3 separate regions of the Mus musculus genome follow, and regions 2 and 3 are each linked to region 1. A link is a contact called in public Hi-C and HiChIP or PLAC-seq data. All regions are on one chromosome and are shown on one strand. The core of a region is the stretch at or near the end of the contact, and the rest is flanking DNA. Distances in the headings are between cores, read along the strand shown. Region 1 has its middle 31 kb from the start of Gm22521. Region 2 has its middle 38 kb from the start of Gm24696. Region 3 has its middle 180 kb from the start of Gm24696.

Region 1 (2,918 bases), core at 314-2,813:
TACTTGGGGTGGTGATTATCAGATGCAGCTAGACACTAGTCCCACATTTTCCATCTCTCACTTGGAAGGTTAAACTTTCTCTGCAGAGGAAACAGCACCTTTTTGATGTTCCCTGCAAGTGAATGAATGTCAGGGAAAGGGCCCTTTCCTTTTAGTGTGAACTGCTTCTGAAGGCACTGAAGGTCTTCTAGCGCTGGAGAAATCTCAAGAAAGGAAGTCTCTGTAGTCATTTGTTGTTCAGCTCTGAATTATCCAAAGCACTTGAATGTGGTACTTTGCCGAACTCTAGTGAGACTACGTGCAAATGAGGTTTCAAACGTTTCCAAAAAAATAAAATTAGATCACAATTGGTAACAATTTCCATCACCTAGAGAGCTAGGCAGTGGAAGAATAGGCCATCGTTTTGTACATGCGCATGTGGTAGCTTTCTGGGAAGAACATAAGAATCATCCTTTATAACCCACATAAAACACTTGTCTCCGTTTCTGTTCTTTCATTCTGCCCTGTTTCCTACCTTCATGACTCAGACCTTTTCCTGCTCCAAATGTATTGTACAGAGATGAACTTGACTAATAAACAACACATATTACAGGACAGTGCATGAAAAGAGATTGAGACAACATGTTATGGAAATTATTATCCTGAGAAGCCATAAAAATCCACACGCATCCATCCTGTGATAACTATGTGCTAAGTCACTGGGGAAGTATACTGTGTTTTCTTTATGAAACTGAACCGCTTTGAAGCCAAGGAAATAACTTCACCACATCTAACTCATAAGCAATTCTTTTGCCATACAATACATTTGGCCTGAATTAGCCTCCTAGGGCTGCTAGTCAACAAATGGTTTAAAAATAGACAGGCTTTGTCTCACAGTTAGATGTGTTCAGTGTCTAAGGTGTAGGTGTCAGCAATGTTAGATGTTCTGAGGACTGTGCAGCAACTTTGGCTCCACTTTTCTCCCTGAAATTCCTCTGGTTTTACTGATTATATATATGTATGTGTATATGTACATATACATATATACACATGCATTCATATACATATACATGTATATATTTAAAATTCCTTTGCCTGTGGATGCCACCTTCTTACAGGTTGAAAGTATTTAGAAGTTAGGAGAGAATAGAAAAACTCATCTTATTCAAAAACATTGTGTGGTGATCATATCCTCTTTTGACTCTATTTTTTTTTTCATGAAACTAAAATACAGCCTCACTGGCTCAGAGTGAAAGTGGAGTGTGGTAAGGATGTTTCTGTAAGCAGCCATGTATAAAGACAGAGAATTTTAAAGAGAGAAGGAAATAAGGAGGAAGTGTAAGAGATAATTGATTCAAAGAAAGGAAAATACTTAGCACTGGTGAGAAGGTAGTAGGAAGGTGGGTAGTTGTTTACCACATGCTTCTTTGAGTTACATGTGGCTGTAATACATGACAGAAATACAATTCAGAAAATGCTATTTCCTAGAAATGCACTTGGCCTTTCCTCTGCAGGGGTGTGAGAGAGAGCACCAGATGTTAGGGTTTGTCTACCCTAGTGTTCATGCATTGGTCTTCACCACTGTCCCTGGAAAGGAAATTATGGTAGATGAGGTAATCAAAGAGGAAGTGGAGTTGTATTTGGTCTGTGACACTCTCGAATGCCCATTGTTATTCTGTGACCTGATCTCAGAAACCTATCTGTGAACCTGTTGACCAAAGCAAGAGGGCTTAAGATGTCCACTATGCCCCATTTAGAGGCACATTACCAGCCAATATGCCCTCTTCAAGTAGGGACACATTGACATTAACTTTTAAAATGTATCTCCTCTGTTATTCTAGTCTTGATGCTAAAGATGTCCACTTTTTATTTTTTAACGACAGTTCCATGGTGGAGGATTCCAGAGTGTCATGATTTTGTTTCTCTATAACCGTCTTCATCTATGCATTCATTTGTCTGACATTCTCTGAATATGTGTGTGATAATTTTAATTACTACTGATAAAGCTATTTGATATGAATTATCTTGCAATCAGACATATAGAGTTGTAAATTATCTAGGGAAAATGTTTTTTACTATTATAAATTTAAAGAATTTAGACAGCAGTTTGTGTAGAAATTATTTATTCAATAAAAATCTTTATATTGTGTTAATGGGACTAGAAAATAACAATAAGATATTACACATGTGCTAGATGCTTATAATACTCTCAACATACATTGAAGAGTGTACAAGTGAAATATCCCATTTGGCTTGTTAGAAGTCCTACTGAAGAGACATAAATTAGGACAAGATGTGATGGATAAGCAAGCAAGAGGTAGTGTGAAGGGGAGATGCTGATAAAACTCATTACCCAGCAGTATAAAGGAGAAAAAAGACTCAGATTAATGAGAGGACACAGGAAGAAGAAAAGGGCATGAGACACAGCTGGCATATTAGAAAGAAATAGAATTATAAAACTAACCCAAATCCATAGCATAGCTGGTTTATATTCTGAAAATAAAAGGACACAGTGTATAAGAGAGTCACAGTCAGAAATGTAGCTAAAAGATCAGATTCGCTAAGAGAACAGGAGGGAGGAGAAGGAGAGCAGATGGGTGAAAACTAGTTAGAATACTTTGGAGATTCCATGGTATTTTGAAACAAAATTATGACCACAAAGTTCTAACTATGTAACCAGATTTAGAGGGAATGTTATGCTGATATTTTACTAATAATTGGATATACCCTTGAGGATGAAGGAGATGCCCAATATGATTGATGGATAGTTGGAAATGCTATCTAGTGAGATAATGACCAGAGAAATATATAGCTGATAACTGGGAGGGGTGTTTGGGTACATTGGCTTGGAGTTATCTATGAAACACTCAGACATCTATGCTATACCAGTGATTGGATATCTAGGTAGGGATCTCGATCTTAATAGAAGAGACTTAATT
Region 2 (2,918 bases), core at 181-2,680, 1.4 Mb after region 1:
AATGAACTCTGGCACTTATACTATCGTCTGCCATTGACTACAGCGTAAAGCCTCAACTGCTTTACTCTTAGTATACTCAGAGTGTTACAGAGATAAAGTTACCTGCTCAGCCAACTTCACTACATTGCTATGAAACTACTGAGAAATCAGAGACAGCACAATGTCACTAAGTTACTGTTAGGGTATGGATATCTTAGCCTCTTAATAAAACACTAAACCTCTTTCCTTTTTAAATAAAACGTTCTCATGTATTTCAGACTGGCCTCTACTTCTAATCTATCTCCACTTCCTGAGTGCTGAGATTATTGGTGCATGCCAGAATGTCTGTTTTTATGTGGTGTTAGGTATGGAACGCAGGGCATCATACATGTTATGCAAACACTCTACAGACCACATTACATATCTAGCAAGATTAAGTTTTCTAAGGATGTCGTGGGACATTTTTCTTTATTCATGCAGAGGTATATGAACTATCTTTACAGTAACATATTGGTCATCAGGAAGTTTCCGATAGGGTGGCAGAAAAAGGAAATTGGTGGGTTAAAGAATAAACCACCAACAAAAGAGTACACATGGGGGAACTCATGGCTCCAGATGCATATGTAGCAGAGGATGGCCTAGTCGGTTATCAATAGGAGGAGAAGCCCTTGGTCCCATGAAGGCTCTATGCCCCAGTGTAGGGAAATGCCAGGGCCAGGAAGCAGGAGTGGGTGGGTTGGTGAACAGGGGGAGGGGATAGGGTTTTTTTTGGAGGGGAAACTAGGGAAGGGAATAACATTTGAAATGTAAATAAAGAAAATACCTAATTAAAAAACAGCAAAAAAAAAAAAGAATTGTTAAGAAAAACAAATAAGAATGTTGTTAAAATTGAATATTCTTTTTCTTTTATGTGTGGGTACCCATACATGAGACTTTACAGGGTGCACATCCATGACAGATCCCAAGTCCAGACTGTCATGGCAAAAAGTTAATGATGAACTGAAGGAAAACTCTGGGATTAGAGGAAGAAGATGTGGCCCTAAATTTTGCACAGATCTTTAGAAACTGTATCCAAATTGAGTGACTTTATTTTCTGGCCTTCATTAGATTGTCATGATGAAAACAGGTTTTGGAAGTAATGTCTCTAGTAGAGGCTGTCCCTCTCATGACCTTTCTTACACAAAAGTTTTCACGATAGCTTTTAACCAGTGTTGCCTTTCCCCTCCTTCTCTGTCTATTCTTCTGTTGCTTTAGTGATTCTAGTAAGCTGAGTTTTCTTCCCCTCACCCCAAATCATCCTGACTACTTGAGGACATTTCTTCTCCTTATGCTGAAAATCCCCAAGAAGTAAATGGAGGGTCTTACCAGCAAGATTTACATAGTGTTACTTGGTTTCTGCCTTGGGAGCTAATGTGACAGGAAGTGTTTGAATGAGCTGTGCTGTCCTTACAGAGGCTCAGACTGGATCCAAGAAGAAAAAAAAAATGTGGTCAAACTAAACAAACAAACGGCTCACTGGAGAATGGGAAAGAAAAAAAAAAAGAAAGAACTGGCCGCTTGTTCTTTTTCTAGCTAATGAATTGAATTGATGCAGGAACTTCATCGTGTTCTCAGGGAAATCCTGTTGGCTGGGTCTCACTCCTCAGAACTACTAAATTTAGGTCACAGCTCAGTGGAGAACAATTACAGATCCTTAATAAAAGATAATTTACCCAGTGACAGCCAGCAAGACAGCTGGGCAGGCGTTCTTATTTTCTTGCTAATGTTGTGGGGGCTGGGGACCCTGTGTCGGGCTACGTGTTGACAGAAGGTTATGTTCTGACCTTGCACATCCGTTGGCTCATCTGCAGTGTGGTGTATGCCACCCCAAGTGATCCGAATGACTGAAAGCTACCCTGTATGGTTTTCTCTTCTCTTAGCCCCCTCCCCCCTTTAGTTTTTAATTTAGTTTTATAGTTTATAATCAGAGTCTCATGTAGACCAGGTTGGCCTTAAATCTTCTCTGTATCCCTGAAAATCTGATCTTGCCTTTACTCCCCAAGTTCTGAGATTTTAGGTGGGTACCTCCACGGCCAGTGTATGCACTGCTAGAAATCAAGCCAGAGAGCTTCGTGCAACATTGAGTTTTCTGCATCATGCTACAGTGAAAAGAAGCTGAGAAAGGACAGTTATATAGTGCAGGAAGAAGGAAGTAAGAAGGCATATTGTGCCTGCTTTTGAGTTCCTGGCACTTACCCGCCTAGCTTTCCTTCCATGTACTGCCTCTGCTCTTAAACCATGCTGGGTCTCCCGAAGGCGTTCACATCCTTCACTGTCTATGTCCTTGTTAACTCTTCTCCCTAATCTCTCCCCCCTTTGAATAGTCCATTGCTGATTTAAAACTTAGGCTATTTGTAATCTTTTTTTTTTTTTTTTTGAAACTTTCCTGTCACTCTTCAAGACATGATGTGACATCTTCATGTGCCTTGCCTTGATGTTCTTCATTAGAATGCTACCGGTCAAGTACAGACTATGCCATCATATTTTTGGTGTCTAGGATCATAAAACATCATGTTCTTGGTGTCTCGGTATAACACACTGCATTGAAGTCTCAGTCCTAATGACGTCTTGTTCCTGAACACAATAGGCATTCCCACGTGATACTCTCCCAATGTTAGCTGAATGCTTCTCTTTTCTGAGAGTTCTCTAGGAATTGTGTGCAATGGATTTTGACCATTATCATGTTCATACTGTGATCTCATTCCAGATGTATTCCCCAGTCCCTACCCACCCAACACTGTATTTGTCTTTTGAAAAACTGAAGTCTGTATATTGTGCTGCACATATATTCCTGGGCATGTGGCCTTACTCTGGAGCTATACCCTTAAAACCTTGACTCTTCCTCTCCCAGGATCTTTCAGTCACCAAGAGCTCTTTTTTTCTTTTTTCTTTTTTGGTTT
Region 3 (2,918 bases), core at 254-2,753, 1.3 Mb after region 1:
CAGAAACCACCTTTCCGTCCACAATTTCTGCTTACGTTTGTTTATTTATTTGTTTGTTTGTTTGTTTTTTTCTCCTGAGAATAGCACTTTGTCTTGTCCAAGAACAGTTGCAGTTGCTGGGAGAAAGATTTTGTATGAGTGTGAGTGAGTGTGTGTGTGTGTGTGTGTGTGTGTGTGTGTGTGTGTGTGTAACTGAGACTTGTTTGCCTAATACAGAGAAAGTCATTTGGCCCCACTTGCCTGAAACAGCAAAAGGAGGCCATGATATTTGCTGAGAAGCCACACATTCCCAACCCTATTTCGATCCAGAAACTTGCCTTTTTCCAACTGACAACATGAAGTTTTAAGACTGGTGTCGGTCGTGTGACTTCAGATAATGGCTCTATATTTAGGAGTTTTGTTCCAAATATAATCGTATTCCGATGGCCAGTGAGAGTTTATTTATTTATGAAAATGAGGACCCAGCACCTTTTGAAATCAATCCCTTTATGCAGTAGCCTGTATGTGCCCATACACATCACCCTGAAAAATAACCCCAGAGAGGCTGTTTCACCAGGAAAAGTCATAGGCTGAGATGGTTAATTTCAAAGCAGCATTTATTTTCTGCTAGTTTAGAACATGTGTCCCTCAGGAGTAGCTTTCTGCCTGCAGCAGAAATGCTGATGTGCGGATTGTGTAATGTCAGCCCTCCTGTGTACCCCACTCTGTGTGTCATTCCTCACAGCAGGAGGCAACCAGCCCTCCCCTCACCATTCGCTGCCTTGCTCGATTCTGAGAACCGAAAATTATTTCTGCCAAGAGTGGAATGAAATATACATAGGACATATTCCCAAGTAGATAAGTTTATTTCTGAGGTACAGCATGGGAGAAAAACAGTGATGAGATTTTCTTCCTTCCTTCCTTCCTCCCTTCCTTCCTCCCTTCCTCCCTTTCTTTCTTTCTTTCTTTCTTTCTTTCTTTCTTTCTTTCTTTCTTTCTTTCTTTCTTTCTTTCTTTCTTCCTTCCTTCCTTCCTTCCTTCCTTCCTTTCTTTCTTTCTTTCTCTCTCTCTCTCTCTCTCTCTCTTTCTCTCTCTCTCTTTCTTTCTTTCTTTCTTTCTTTCTTTCAAGAAAGGAAGAAAGGCCTTTTTCCCCATCCCCCACTCTGAACGCCTTCCTGTCTATGTTTATGTTTGCTGGAGGCCTCTTTTAGCCAACCTTACTTCCTGGGCTGCTTTGAGAGACAGGAGAGAAGGGAGCTTAGCAAATGTTTCCGTGTTTGCTTTTTAAGCAAACTCAGGTAAAAGGGGGGCCCCATTCACACCAGTCCAACACAGCTTGTGGTGGCTGCATGGAGAAGAAATGAAACCCCAGAATGTCGCAGTCCTCACGACCTGCTATCTGCCCTTCTGATCAGAATGTGACTCCTGATTGATTTTGAGGAAAATTCTTAAAGGCTTGAGCTATTTGCAGCCTTCCTTTTCTCACAGAGTTTGCTCAAGGGTATCTGGTCACATGACTTCTGATTCACGCTCTGCTCCTACTTCCTCTTTCTCAGGTGCCGAACCTCAGAGGGCTCATGACTGTCATATCCCTAAACAGGGATATTCCAACAGGCCAACACCTGTTAGTGAAGTCCTTCCCACCCGTTAGGCCAGAGAGGAGCAGAAAGCACAGAGCAAAGCTTGTCCTTGCCTTTCATCCTGCTCCAGATACGTGCATGCCCACTCCAACCAACATAGGGCAAGTCACAAGACACGTGGCCAAGAGCTTTCAGTATGGGCTTGCGACTTTACCTCCCTAGGGTTCAGGTTTTGTCTACTTATTAAATGGACTAAATACCTCGCTCTTGTTATTTTCTATTTTACAGGGCTGACACGTGAACTAAGTTACATAATGGTTGTGGATGGAGAATGCCTTGTATAAAACGTGCCCCACCCCTGCTAGAATCAGGTCTGAGAACAGTAGAATGGCAGGTTTTCACCCTAACACTTGCTTTGTATTAGGATCGCATAAAGCAGAGTGGAAACACACACACACACACACACACACACACACACACACACACACACACACACACAATATCCTGGTCTCATCTGCAGAGCTGTTTGGTTAGGTTTTAATATTTCTTAGTTGATTATTATAATTTTTGTATAGTCAAGTTTAGAAATTGGTGGTGAATAGGTTAGGAAGCCAGAGGACCAGGGGTCTCTTCTGGTGATCATCTGCTCTCTTCCTGCCTCCTGTATCTACTCAGTCTTGGTGTTGTGTAATTGTCTGCCTTCCCTGAAGGATCAGGAGTCTGAAAGTAGTGCTTGTTTTTCGTTTTGTTTTGTTTTGTTTTTTTGTTTTTTTGTTTTTTTTGAGACAGGGTTTCTCTGTATAGCCCTGGCTGTCCTGGAACTCACTTTGTAGCCCAGGCTGGCCTTGAACTCAGAAATCTGCCTGCCTCTGCCTCCCGAGTGCTGGGATTAAAGGCGTGGGCCACCACCATCCAGCCAGTGCTTGTTCTTTTACCATAGAATACTCCACAGCACCTAACAGCTCTGGTATCTTGGGACAGTAGAGTTTATCTCAGGATGTTGTCCAAATGGACGGTGTTGGGTCTTTGACAAGGACTTATTTTGAGTCTACTACTAATTTATTGGCATGTCTAAGACCCTAATTTTGTCTTACTCATTCCAAAGATCTTTTGTTGAGAGATTTGAAAGCTTTAGGGATTCAAGTATTTGCATAGCATTGTGCTTAGATTCTGGATCCAGTTCAGTGGGGGACCAGATTTGTATAACCAGAACACACTAGTTTAGTTAATGCTTCTTACATTTTAACAAACTCACCGAGTTACCTAAGGATCTTCTTAAAGGGTACATGCCATTTCTGTAGCCTGAGATGAGGAATTTTTAATAAGACCCTTTGTCACATCAATTTGGCCAGTTAGCGG

What was found. Hi-C and Micro-C count contacts between places; a contact is called where the count stands out from the background. HiChIP or PLAC-seq counts read pairs in DNA pulled down with a chosen protein or histone mark.
Region 2: a BATF HiChIP or PLAC-seq map of CD8 T cells shows a contact between it and region 1, with 15 read pairs. The contact joins two enhancer-like sites. A contact is called at or near these places in 3 of 484 Hi-C or Micro-C datasets (B cells, the G1E-ER4 cell line and Th1 cells) and 2 of 115 datasets of contacts at active chromatin or transcription factors (CD8 T cells and large pre-B cells).
Region 3: a Hi-C map of B cells shows a contact between it and region 1, with 4 times the contacts expected there. The contact joins two enhancer-like sites. A contact is called at or near these places in 1 of 484 Hi-C or Micro-C datasets (B cells), 2 of 115 datasets of contacts at active chromatin or transcription factors (CD8 T cells and large pre-B cells) and 1 of 9 other capture datasets (embryonic stem cells).

Annotation. Positions count from the first base shown.
Region 1 is chr15:62,822,691-62,825,608 of GRCm38.p6, reverse strand. No RefSeq gene overlaps it. Among named protein-coding and RNA genes, the nearest start is that of Gm22521, 31 kb to the right of the region's middle. Within about 2 kb of position 1,563, at least 41 of the 459 cell types and tissues checked have an H3K27ac peak or open chromatin away from gene starts, as enhancers often do. A contact at or near this core is called in B cells and CD8 T cells, where this site is marked.
Region 2 is chr15:61,394,248-61,397,165 of GRCm38.p6, reverse strand. No RefSeq gene overlaps it. Among named protein-coding and RNA genes, the nearest start is that of Gm24696, 38 kb to the right of the region's middle. Within about 2 kb of position 1,430, at least 51 of the 459 cell types and tissues checked have an H3K27ac peak or open chromatin away from gene starts, as enhancers often do. A contact at or near this core is called in CD8 T cells, where this site is marked.
Region 3 is chr15:61,539,621-61,542,538 of GRCm38.p6, reverse strand. No RefSeq gene overlaps it. Among named protein-coding and RNA genes, the nearest start is that of Gm24696, 180 kb to the right of the region's middle. Within about 2 kb of position 1,503, at least 70 of the 459 cell types and tissues checked have an H3K27ac peak or open chromatin away from gene starts, as enhancers often do. A contact at or near this core is called in B cells and CD8 T cells, where this site is marked.